Linked DNA regions of Mus musculus: all the other regions are linked to region 3. Evidence: chromatin contacts called from public HiChIP or PLAC-seq data. All regions are on one chromosome and are shown on one strand. Each heading gives the region's core, a stretch centred on a gene start, on an enhancer-like site or on the middle of the called end of the contact. The rest is flanking DNA. Distances are from core to core; before and after follow the strand shown.

Region 1 (2,700 bases), core at 79-2,578, 210 kb after region 3:
TAATTGGTAGACAACCCCTTTTTTCCCCAAGTTGCTTTGGTCATGATGTTTCATCACAGCAACAGAAACAGCACCCCTCTATGGCCTTTGTATGAGCTGTTGCCTCCAGATACCCCACTTGTGATGGATTACAGTGTGGAAGTGTAAGCTGAATAAATCCTTTCCTCCACAACTTGCTTTGGTTGTGCTCCATCATAGCAGTAGTAGCTCTAACTAGGATACTTTGTCTGGTGTGCAGACCATAACGTAGCCTACAGGTTTTACCGCCCCTGCAGCCATGTCTTACGTGGTGCTAGGAGACACCCCTCCTCTCTTCCCTTTCAGCTTCTCTTTATTGTCTCAGGGGTGGATTTGTGTCTCAAGAGCCAGTTCTTTGTGAATGCCACCCCTAACCCCAAGATGGGAACAAAGAGATACTCGTTGTTGCAGTATAATGTTCTACCTCTACTACAATCCCACTTTCACAGAAAATGGACCTTGACTAGGAGAAAGGAGTAGAAATGTTTTGATTGTGAATGGAACAGTCAAAAAAAAAACCCGGTAATCTACTCTGTCCCTCCTCACACCCCCTCTAATGGGCCCGCTCTTGCTCAGGTCCCATCGCAGCTCTCCTCACAGGACAGAGAAATTGGAGCACTGATTCTATGTGTGTCTTTTGACATGTCATACTTAACAAAGTGTCAGCCTCCCTAGATCTCAGTCACAACAGCCGAACAATGGGGATAGCCACCGTTATCTTATTATTGTTATTATTTTTTCTCTTCGAGATAACTCTTGGCTTTGAAATGGGAACACACCCAAGGCAAAGATGGTTCTCGCTGATATCTCACTGCAGTATGAGGCTTCACAACCGGCAATTGCATAGACTGAGGACATGGAAGCTCCAAGGTATGGTTTTTGAGAAGAAGGTTTTTATTGTAGATATGAAGGACAGTACAGCCAGAGGAGTGTGGAAGGGTTCAGAGCTGAGAGAGAAAGTAAGAGACTAAACATGGCCAGCAGACTGGATCAGCCTGGGAGAGGGGGTGGGAGAGAGAGAGAGAGAGGGGGGGGGGAGAGAGAGAGAGAGAGAGAGAGAGAGAGAGAGAACAAAGCAGACTAAGAGGTATAGGAAAGGAGATGGAGAGGGGAAGACAGTGTAAGAGGAAGACCATGAGCTGGAGTTTAGGGTAAGGTGGGGTGAGAAAGGCTAAGAACCATGGGTACTGAGAAAGGCTGGAGGCCCTCTGATGCTTTGATATGCTAATAGATACTACAGATCTCCGGATGACCCTTCTGAATGAGATAGGAAATGGCTTCTTTAGTTGAGCGGAACAGCCACAGAATTTGGGTGAGTGGCATTTCCTTGCTTCCTTCAGTTCTGACAGAGGTTGAGTGGTTTGGAATGGAGCAGAAGAGTGGGGAAGGGAGCCTGTCAGTCAGAGCACATCTGCTTTCCCTTTGGTACTGGGCCTTGTGTGCACGCGCGCACGAGTGTGTGTGTGTGTGTGTGTGTGTGTGTGTACATGTTCATGTTTGCCTACGCATGTCAGTATATGACCACGTATGTGCATATTTAGCAATTTCAACATCTATAAAACAGCCGCCATGAGCTGATAATCTCACCAAAGCTTAATGAATGAGAAACAACCCCCAAAACAGGCAGAGGGCTTTCACCAGAGGCGGAAGGCAGGGCTTCAGGCATAATAAATCCCTGGCTCTGACAGTTTTTAGTACTTTCTGTCTGGAGGGGGAAAAAGGTGAATAAATAATAAATAAATAAATAAAATTCACATTAACCTAAGAATTACCTTACAGTGTTTTTTGAAAGGAAGAAAAAGGGAGAGTTGAGCTAGCAGAACTATTTCAAGATGATTTAGCAGGTGAGAGGGAGTTAGCTGTGACTGTTTTATGTCTCGTCTATTAGGGACTGTATGCTGCGACAGATCCATTCTAAGTTATACAGTTGTTCGGCAAAACTTTTGTGGGTTTTTAAATTGACTGTAATGTTTAGCAATTGGAATATAAATTTATTCAAGCCTCTTATTTGGCCGCCTCAATGGCGCATTACAAAGTATTTTATGGTGTCTGATCTGCTTAAGTTTTACAACCAGCTTCCGTTGTGCCACTCTCTTTATGGCTCCGGCTGAGAGCAGGGCTGGGTGCTCTGCCTTCTGTTGGTCCCTAGGCTACTCTTGGGGTCCTGGGGAAGGGGCTCTCCAGCTGAGCCTAAGGTGTAAACAGGTCTTTTTCTCCATGCTATCTTTTTCCTGGATCTCTGTCACATGACTGGTGCTAGGCTACTGGGGACTGTTTGTGCCTAACTCCAGCTGGGCTATGTCCATCCCTGGTCCTCCCTGTGATCATGAAAGCTAAATTCCCAAGCTTCTTTTACGCTTTTGCCTTTGCTAGTGAACAATTGTCCTCCCCCCCCCCCCCGCCCCACCTCCTCCCCTTCTGGTTTCTCCTCCCCAACCTTCCTTCCTCTTTCAACAGAGTCTGACTATGTGGTCCAAGCTGGCCTGGAACTCAGTAGGTAGACCTAGCTGGTTTCACACTCACAGAGACCTGTCTACCTCTGCCTCCCGAGTGCTGGGCAGCATGGACCTCCATGATGGGCAGGGAAGGAATTTTTTTGAAAGAATAGCCGGTTATAGTTGTTCTTCACTTTCTTACAACCCAGGGTGTGTTTTCTGGGTGTACGTGGGTATTGGTCTGACC
Region 2 (2,700 bases), core at 178-2,677, 190 kb after region 3:
TGTTTTTCAATGCGACTGTATTTAATTGATTATATAGGTATAGTTTTAAGTTTTAGTTATGGTCCCCTTAATAATTCGAACAAATTATTATTTTAATGATATCTTTTATAAAATGTATTTTTGTTTTTTGTTTACTGGTGTTTTGTCTGCATGTACGTCTCTATGAGGGCACCAGAATCCCCAGAACAGGAGTTACAGACAATCGTGCGATGCCATGCCGGTGCTGGGAATTGAACCCAGGTCTTCTGGAAGAATAGCCAGTGCTCTTGACCTCTGAGCTATCTCTTCAGCCCTTTATCTTAATATCATAAGCCGTTCCTTTGGCTAGGTCTATGTTTCTAGATGGCCTGCTTATACTGTTACTTCCTGCTTGATTTTACCTTCGGAGCTTCTGACTTTGAAAAAGCAGATTTATACCATGTACCCCCCCCCCCGTCACGGCTGCCTCTTTATACTTGCTCAGTTCTCAAGAAACACATCTAATACCTCTTAGTTAGCCCAATATATTCAATTTTTAAAACTTCTACAATTTTTACATGTGCATGGGTATTTTCCCTGTATGTATGTCTATGCACCATGTGGATACCTGGTGTCTCTGGAGACAAGAGGCCAGCATTAGATTCTCTGGGACTGAAGTTACAGACGTCTGTGGGCCACACAGGGCATAAGAATCGAACCCTAATCCTCTGGAAGAACAGCAAGTCCTCTAAGCGCTGAGTACTGAAAGGAAATAAAACTGTAATTCATGTAATGTATGTTAAATAGCCCAAAGAGTTGTTTGTGAGCTTTGAAACCTGGGGCTGAGAACATAGCAGAACAGACCAGGACATGCCCGGGCAGGCCCATCGCCTCCCTAGCTCCCACCCCTCTGACCTAAGTTAAATGTTACAGGCTGCTGATGTTTAAATGGACCAATCATGTGAAACCGCGCCAATTCCTCCCCCAGCCCCACTCCTTTTCTATAAAAACCCCTAGCTTCCAAGCCTCGTGGTCGAATCCACTGTCTCCTGTTGTGTGAGATACGTTTCGACCCGGAGCTCCGCCATTAAAAAACCTCTTGTTACATCAAGGTGTTGTGTTCTATTCGTGATTCTTGGGTGCACGCCGAATCGGGAGCTGAGTGGGGGTTTCCCCACTGAGTTCTTTCAGTACCTCTCCAGCCCTGGGACAGTCAATGATTTTTAAGCCAATGACAACAATACTATGTGAACGGAGCCATTGTGACACCTTGTAGTCCTTTGAGCTAAATAATCGTTCCTTTTTATTTTCTATGAATCTCTAAACACCCCCATTAACAGGCAGAATCTACTAACACGCTCAAACACATTTAAATCTTTTCCTCCTTGCCAGCAAAGCTCCCTGAAGCATCTCATCTCTTGTCTCACACAGTCTGCTGTCCCCTCTAAGACATGCCAGCCGTCCCCATGCAGCTCCCTGAAGAAGCACCACCACTTCTGGCCTGCTCCTTTGTTTTGCTAATGCGTGAAATCTACTGGCTTCCTGAGGAAAAATGTCCAGGTCACCTTTCTGAGTCCTCACTTACCAGAAAAAGAAAAAAAGAAGAAGAAGCTTTTACTCTGCAATCAGACTTGGTTGATTATTTTCCCAGGCAAAGAAATCTCCTCCGTCCGGGAAGTTGCTTTTACTGAAAGCTTAAAAGTACTTCTCCATTTTATTTTAACCTGCAGAAAGGTTGGATGCTGTTTTCGTTCCCAATGCTCCCTCTGGGCTTCCCTCCCACCTCTGGAAGCGTTTGAGGATGTGTGCAGCCCAGACCTTTTTCTTTTTTCATTTATCGGATTGCAGTTTCATGTACACCCACGGTCTGAGAGCTTCCGTGTCTCCCGTGCTGAGTGTGTCCTGACTCCTGACGTCACTTCCTCCTCTAGAACTCCTTTTATTTGGATGATTGACCTTTGAAACTAATTTCAAGTTTCATTTTTCTCATTTTCCACCTCATTTAATTTTGCTCTGTTTTCTGGGACATTGTTTCCACTTTGTCTTCCAAACCTTCTACTGGGCTTTCAAAATACCTCCAACTGTTTTAATTTGCCTTTCCTCTGAGTATTCTCTATTTTTTTTTAAATATCATCTTGTTTATAACATAACGGATGTGAAGCACTTTCTGAGATTGTCTGAGGATATTAATTATACCATTTTGGATTTTTTTCCTAGCCCCCTGCGCTGTCTTCTACATGTTCCCTATTCTTCTAAGTGTCACCTTTGATCGCCTCTATTTTCCTGTCAATGGTAGGAGCTGTCTATAAATTCCTGGTGTTTCTTGGACTGTCTCTTATTATCTAAGAGGAAGGTCATAAGCTGGGGACAGATGTAGATTAGTAATCAAGGACCTTCCTAGGCTGTGTGAAAGCCATCCCTATCACCAGCACCCCTAACTCTCGGCTGTGTATGTGTGCTAGGATGGGGCTTGAGGAATGTGTGCTCATGTGCACTGCATTTGCACAGAGATCAGAGGATAATTTTCAGGAGTTGGTTTTTCTCTTTTCACCTTGCCAAGACAAGGTGCCTCTTGTTTTCAGAAGGGCTGCAAGCCTTCTGTCAATAATCCAGTCTTTCCTTGCACGTTACAGTAGGAGTGCTAGGATTATGTGCCGTGGTACCTGGCTCCTTACACAGGTCTGGGGTAAACCTCAGCTCTCCAGACTTGCACACCTGGCACTTTTACCTGCTGAATGTCTC
Region 3 (2,708 bases), core at 181-2,680:
TATTTTTGCACTACCTGAGCCCAGACAGTAGCTTTCATTCTGGGGTCCATATTGCTCTGTTAAACCACTTTGCTTTTTATTCTCTCTCCCTTTTCTCTCTTCCCTTCTCCATATATTTCTTTCCCTTCAAAAGCACCCTTCTGTCTCTGAGACCTCTGCTTGCTTCTCTCACGGGTTTTGAAAAAGTAACATTTCGGCTGGTGAGATGGTTCAGCTGCTGAAGGTGCTGACTGCCAAGCAGAAGATCTGAGTTCAATACCAGGAATGCACAGAGTGGAAGGAGACAATAATATCCACAATTGTCCTCTGACCTCCACAAGAGAGCTGAGCCATGTGAGCTGTGTGTGTGTGTGTGTGTGTGTGTGTGTGTGTGTGTGTGTGTGTGAAAAGAAAAAAGTGACATTAGCCCAGGTGTGGTGGTGCACACCTTTAATCCTAGGAGTCAGGCAGGTGGATTTTTATGAATTTGAGGCCAGCCTGGTCTGCATAGTGAGTTCCAGGACAGCCAGGGCTATGCAGAGATGCCCTATCTTAAGCCCAAACAAAGTAATCAAAAAACTAACAAAACAAAACAAGAGAAAGGAAGAAAGAAAGAAAGAAAGAAAGAAAGAAAGAAAGAAAGAAAGAAAGAAAGAAAGAAAGAAAGAAGGAAAGAAAGGAAGGAAGAAAGAAAGAAAGAAAGAAAGAAAGAAAGAAAGAAAGAAAGAAAAGGGAGTGAAATTTGCATATCACAAATGCAGGAAGAAAGAAAGCCTTTTTATAATGTGCCCTAATTTGGGGGGGGGGGGGAGTACTTGGAAGAGTTAAAGGAGGCTTGCCATTCTTTTGTTCCCTCCGGAGACTCAGACTTTCAACCCTGTAGGTCCAGAACTTAACTGGAGTTCCTGCAGCATTCACACATTCAGCGAAGAGTGCTTCTAATTCTGTCTTTCAGCCGTCAGGCACGTAGGCAATTTCCTTTTATAAAGTTGGTGGTTAGAACTAAACAGGTGCAAGTTACAGGAAATGCAAACTATTCCCCACACCAAGAGAGATGCAGTTGATAAGGGACTCCCCGCCCCCACCCCCTTCAAAAGTTCCCTCCATCAGCTCCCAGTCTCCCAGGGTCTTGACTCCTACAGCACCCCTCCCTCCCTCGCATCCCTGTCAGTGAGCCAGCCAGCCAGCCAGCCAGCCAGTCTGCAAGCCTGAGTGCTCTCTCTACAAAGAAACATCAGGACTAGGAGAAGGTCAAGATCATGCAAAGGAAGGACCACCCTCAGGCTCCTCTCGGCCCTTACCCTCCTGCCCCTCTTTCTGTGAAAACGAGCCTACCTAGCATCTTGGGGCTGGGGACCCCTCTGAGCGTGTGGAACCCGCAGGCGGGCTAAGCGGGGGCGGTCCCCTGCCGGGAGGTGGGCAGGGTTCACCGAGCAGATGGTGCTGACTCACGCTCTCGCTACGTGAGCCTTGGTGGCAGGCAGGGCCAGGTTGGGCCGGGCGGGACCGGGACTGAGTCCTGCCTGGTGCCTGGCTACCTGCCCGCGGCTCACCCCGAGGGACTTCGCCCTGGCCCCAGTGCAGCCCCACCCTGATGGCCCTGAGGATGGCTTTACAGTGGGAGCTGATCTTTGGTCCCAGGTGCAGCTAGACAGGAGAAATCCGGGTTTCTGTACATGCCCTTCCCTCGAGCCTCTTCTTGACCTCCTGGGAGTCCACAGAAGCCCCGGAGCTGGCCCCTGGCTTCTTTCTTTTATGGCCTCTTATCTAAGTGAAGACGTTTCAGAATTACTCTAGGTTTTTTGTTGCTTTCAAAAATCTCTTGGTCTCTAAGCAACCCAGTGTGATGTAGAAAGGACAGGCTCCCTTTATCCATTGACAGCGAGGAGCTCAAGACCCGCCTTTGTTCAATGTTTTATCAGTTGACCACAAAGAGAACTTTTAGCACCGCACAGAGGAGCACTTGGCATTAACGTAACCTTCTTTGGTGACAGGTCCCAGTCTCATGTTTCAGTGGAAAGTCAGGTGACAGAGAAAAGGGGATCCAAGTGTATTGGTATACGCCCCAGACTGAAAAATCAGAAGTCAAGGTCATTCTTAGCTACCTAGCCAGTTCAAGGCCAGCACAGGCCAGCACAGGCTGGCTACCTGGTCTCCACAAGCCTTCACACTCCGCCAAAATCAAGTGGGGATTCTAATGAATGTGTCAAATTACCCCCACTTTTTCTTTAGTGCTGCCCTTTCTGGCACAGTTAAAGGGAGAGTAGTGCTTGCAGGGGACTAGGCAGGTCTTTGGGTGTGGTGGTGGGGATACTGACTTTCAGCTTCAAGTGCAGCGGGTGGTCCCTGGGCTTGTAACACCAACAGGATAGCCTAGGGGTCCTGAGCGGCCCCTATGGATACCTGACTTATTTCAGGGCTGCAGTAAGGCGCTAGCTGCAAATGGCATTTCTGTAGCTGCAATGGTCGTGGCAATGAAACAGGATATTCTTTTCTTTGTTGAAGATAACTGGATGGGGAAAATGTCAGTCATTGACTACTTCAGAAAAGCCTGCTTTGCTCTTGTTTGTTTGTCTTGGGAAACCAGTAGAAACAAGCAAAACTGAAATGAACTTTGGGTTGTGGGGGTGGCAGCAGGTGGCATCTCCTGTCTTTAATCCTAGCACTCAGGAGGCAGAAGCAAGCAGTTACAAAACCAAGAGTTCAAGGGCAGCCTGAACTACATTTGA
Region 4 (2,700 bases), core at 34-2,533, 220 kb before region 3:
CTGCTGTCCACAAAGCAGACTATTGATATTACAAATTAGGCCAAACCTAGCTGAAGATCTTTTGGCTCATACTACCCTCCTCCTGTGCGTTATTTGGATCGACACATAAAGATAAAGTCTTTCGGATTTAGCAACTCCGGTTTCCTATAGGCGTGGCCGATACCCCCACCCCATGATGTATTAAAACAGGGTCTCACGTAACCCAGGCTGGCCTCCAATTCACTACATAGCCAAGACCAGCCTCAAACTCTGGAGCCTCCTGCCCCCACCTCCCAGGTAATGAGATTATGCGCATGCGCCATCACTCTTGGCTCCTGGCTGAAAAATTTAAAGCCATGATTGTAGGCAAGCCTTTGCTTGGCAACAGGCTTGATACATCTCTGTAAAAGCGGGAAGAATACTCTGAATGAACCCCAAGAGAGCGTGCACAATTCCAGACTCTGAATAAAACCTCTGTCTTCCACAAGGAGCTCCTTGGAGTCCCTAGAATTCCTCTTGGGGGAGTGAACAGTGTTCGCTGTGAACAGACTCGTAAGTGTGTTGACTTAAACGAAAAACCTCTAGGGAGGAAAAAGTCATCAATCTAACTTGTAAGAAACATGGACGCTGGAAGAAGTGTGAGGATTTCAATTTGGAACAAGAGATGAAACAGAACAGAATTACACAGAGCAATGAGAGAGCCAAGGATTGTCTCCAGGGTGGATGGAGCTGGCGCTGAGAGGAACTTGGTTACCCGTTCAGTGTGGAAATGGAGAAACATGAATTCCCAGAGTCAACCAATCCAGAAGGACCTTCAGGACCTCATTTACTGTCCTCCAAATGAGCGATGTAGCTCTTTCTTTTCAACATCTCCCATATTTTTTTTTTTTTTTTTAATGTGTGAATGTTCTTTATGAGTGACTCCTTGTTCAGGTTTGTGTGAATGGGAACAAAGCCTTCTGGGACAGACTCAGGAAAAAAAAAAACAACCCAAGGTTATATAGTTGACACTGGGAACGCAGCAATTGCTTTGCTGTGAATTTTGAGACTTTTCAGTTCCTATAGTTTTCTGTGGGATTTTTGAATTAAAAAAAAAAAAAGGAGGAGGGGTGGATAGAGAGATTGTCTCAGGACAGTGGATCATTTTTTGTTTCTTTATGGTCCCTAACAGGAAGTCTGAAAACTCCCTCACAAAGAACTAAAAAACCATTATGTTAATTCACCAGCCATCAATACTATGAGTAATTCCCCAAAGTCATAAAACAACACTGCATCATAGTAAGGACAGAGCTGCCTTTCATAGAGGGTAGTTGGGGAGTTTCAAAGTCCCTACAGGCCATGGCAGATGGAGGCAGGAGGCAGGAGGCAGGAGGCAGGAGGCAGGAGGCAGGAGGCAGGAGGCAGGAGGCAGGAGGCAGGAGGCAGGAGGCAGGAGGCAGGAGGCAGGAGGCAGGAGGCAGGAGGCAGGAGGCAGAGGCGACCAGGACTGGCTCCTCCTCTCCTGATGCTTTCCTGATGCTCCCCCTCCCCCCAAGCAGCATCTGGGCTTTCTTAAGGACCATTTAAATGTCTCCAAGCCTGCTGACCAGTTTTCAGTTCCTTAGGCACGCATGGTGGAAAGAAAGAACCAATTCCCAAAAGTTATCTTTTGGCTTCCACATCTATACCACAGCATGATTTACCTCTGTGACTGGGCTGCTGTGCAGATTATCGGGGCGCGGGGGGGGGGGGGGGGGGGGAGGGGTCAGAAGGGACATTCAGCTGTCATGTAGATACTAAAAGAGCCTTCTGTCCTCCAGTATTGAAAATAGCCATGTAAAAGACTTGATCGTGGGGGCCAGAGATGGCTCAGTGGCTAAGAGCACCAGCAGCTCTCCTAGGGGACCCGGATCTGATTCCAAGCGCTCACATGGCAGCTTATAACTGTCTGGAACTCCAGTTCCAAGGACTCTGATGACTTCAGTCTCCTGTGCAGAAAGCCAGCCTTGTTTATGGTTCAGTGACACACATAAAGCAAAGCACCCTTACCTAAAAAAATCATCAGTGCGAGGGGTTCTCAGAAGTTAGAATTAAAATAATAAATACTTCAGAGTAAAGAATGTGAGTACTCTATGGTGTCATTTATGCTTTTATGTTAAATCATTGCTGGAAATATTAATTGTATCAGGTTATAAGCATTAGGTATTCGTTACTGATGGTAATTTAATATTTTCTTCTCAGGATCATCTAGACTTAGACTACACTTAGTATCTTCAACAAGACACGGTGAGATAACAGATTCAACAAACAAAATAAAAACAAGCATTGCTGAAAAATGTAACACTCATTTATTCTTAGGATTCTTTTTTCTCCCAGTAATTACCATATTAAATTAAATTAAGCAAAAACTATAGTGCTTTCTGTCTCCAGGGGTGAACTCTGAAGCGAACGTCTTTTCTCACTGAGGCATCTGCAGCTGGCTGTCTGAAATCACTTGTCTCCTGGTTTCTCAACTCATTCTGTCTCTTTCAGATTATTTTTTATCGCTTACCGCTCGCTTCCTCATGAACGTAGAAGCTATGGAATGGAGATAAGACAGAACTTAGTTAATTTTGCCTTTTATTACTGACTGGTTAAGGGGGAAATTGAAAGGGAAAAGAAAGTTAAAACAGCCAGAAGAGGATGTAAAACTATCTCTGGTCTCTTTATCTTTCATCTAGTCCTCAGATGACGCAGTGATCA

Evidence for each region. HiChIP or PLAC-seq counts read pairs in DNA pulled down with a chosen protein or histone mark.
Region 1: a contact with region 3 is called in an H3K27ac HiChIP or PLAC-seq map of embryonic stem cells, with 4 times the contacts expected there. The contact joins two enhancer-like sites. A contact is called at or near these places in 1 of 39 promoter capture datasets (embryonic stem cells), 1 of 15 datasets of contacts at CTCF or cohesin (embryonic stem cells), 35 of 484 Hi-C or Micro-C datasets (the HL-1 cell line, embryonic stem cells, long-term hematopoietic stem cells and 4 more), 18 of 115 datasets of contacts at active chromatin or transcription factors (bone marrow-derived dendritic cells, embryonic stem cells, epiblast stem cells and 3 more) and 1 of 9 other capture datasets (embryonic stem cells).
Region 2: a contact with region 3 is called in an H3K4me3 HiChIP or PLAC-seq map of embryonic stem cells, with 26 read pairs. The contact joins two enhancer-like sites. A contact is called at or near these places in 6 of 484 Hi-C or Micro-C datasets (embryonic stem cells, long-term hematopoietic stem cells and nephron progenitors), 9 of 115 datasets of contacts at active chromatin or transcription factors (embryonic stem cells and stem cell-derived neural progenitor cells) and 1 of 9 other capture datasets (embryonic stem cells).
Region 4: a contact with region 3 is called in a FOXA1 HiChIP or PLAC-seq map of pancreatic cancer cells. The contact joins two enhancer-like sites. A contact is called at or near these places in 9 of 484 Hi-C or Micro-C datasets (embryonic stem cells, liver and nephron progenitors) and 7 of 115 datasets of contacts at active chromatin or transcription factors (T-cell acute lymphoblastic leukemia, embryonic stem cells, intestinal villus epithelium and 1 more).

Annotation. Positions count from the first base shown.
Region 1 is chr12:54,101,294-54,103,993 of GRCm38.p6, reverse strand. It overlaps Gm35818 (a long non-coding RNA gene), which reads left to right. Exons shown (of 7, transcript XR_872758.1): 4 at 768-888; 5 at 1,250-1,330. Among named protein-coding and RNA genes, the nearest start is that of Gm35818, 39 kb to the left of the region's middle. Within about 2 kb of position 1,328, at least 6 of the 459 cell types and tissues checked have an H3K27ac peak or open chromatin away from gene starts, as enhancers often do. A contact at or near this core is called in embryonic stem cells, where this site is marked.
Region 2 is chr12:54,125,243-54,127,942 of GRCm38.p6, reverse strand. The region is part of intron 2 of Gm35818 (a long non-coding RNA gene); the gene reads left to right. Among named protein-coding and RNA genes, the nearest start is that of Gm35818, 15 kb to the left of the region's middle. Within about 2 kb of position 1,427, at least 12 of the 459 cell types and tissues checked have an H3K27ac peak or open chromatin away from gene starts, as enhancers often do. A contact at or near this core is called in embryonic stem cells, where this site is marked.
Region 3 is chr12:54,312,008-54,314,715 of GRCm38.p6, reverse strand. No RefSeq gene overlaps it. Among named protein-coding and RNA genes, the nearest start is that of Gm35895, 37 kb to the left of the region's middle. Within about 2 kb of position 1,430, at least 196 of the 459 cell types and tissues checked have an H3K27ac peak or open chromatin away from gene starts, as enhancers often do. A contact at or near this core is called in embryonic stem cells and pancreatic cancer cells, where this site is marked.
Region 4 is chr12:54,534,919-54,537,618 of GRCm38.p6, reverse strand. No RefSeq gene overlaps it. Among named protein-coding and RNA genes, the nearest start is that of Gm40425, 14 kb to the left of the region's middle. Within about 2 kb of position 1,283, at least 16 of the 459 cell types and tissues checked have an H3K27ac peak or open chromatin away from gene starts, as enhancers often do. A contact at or near this core is called in pancreatic cancer cells, where this site is marked.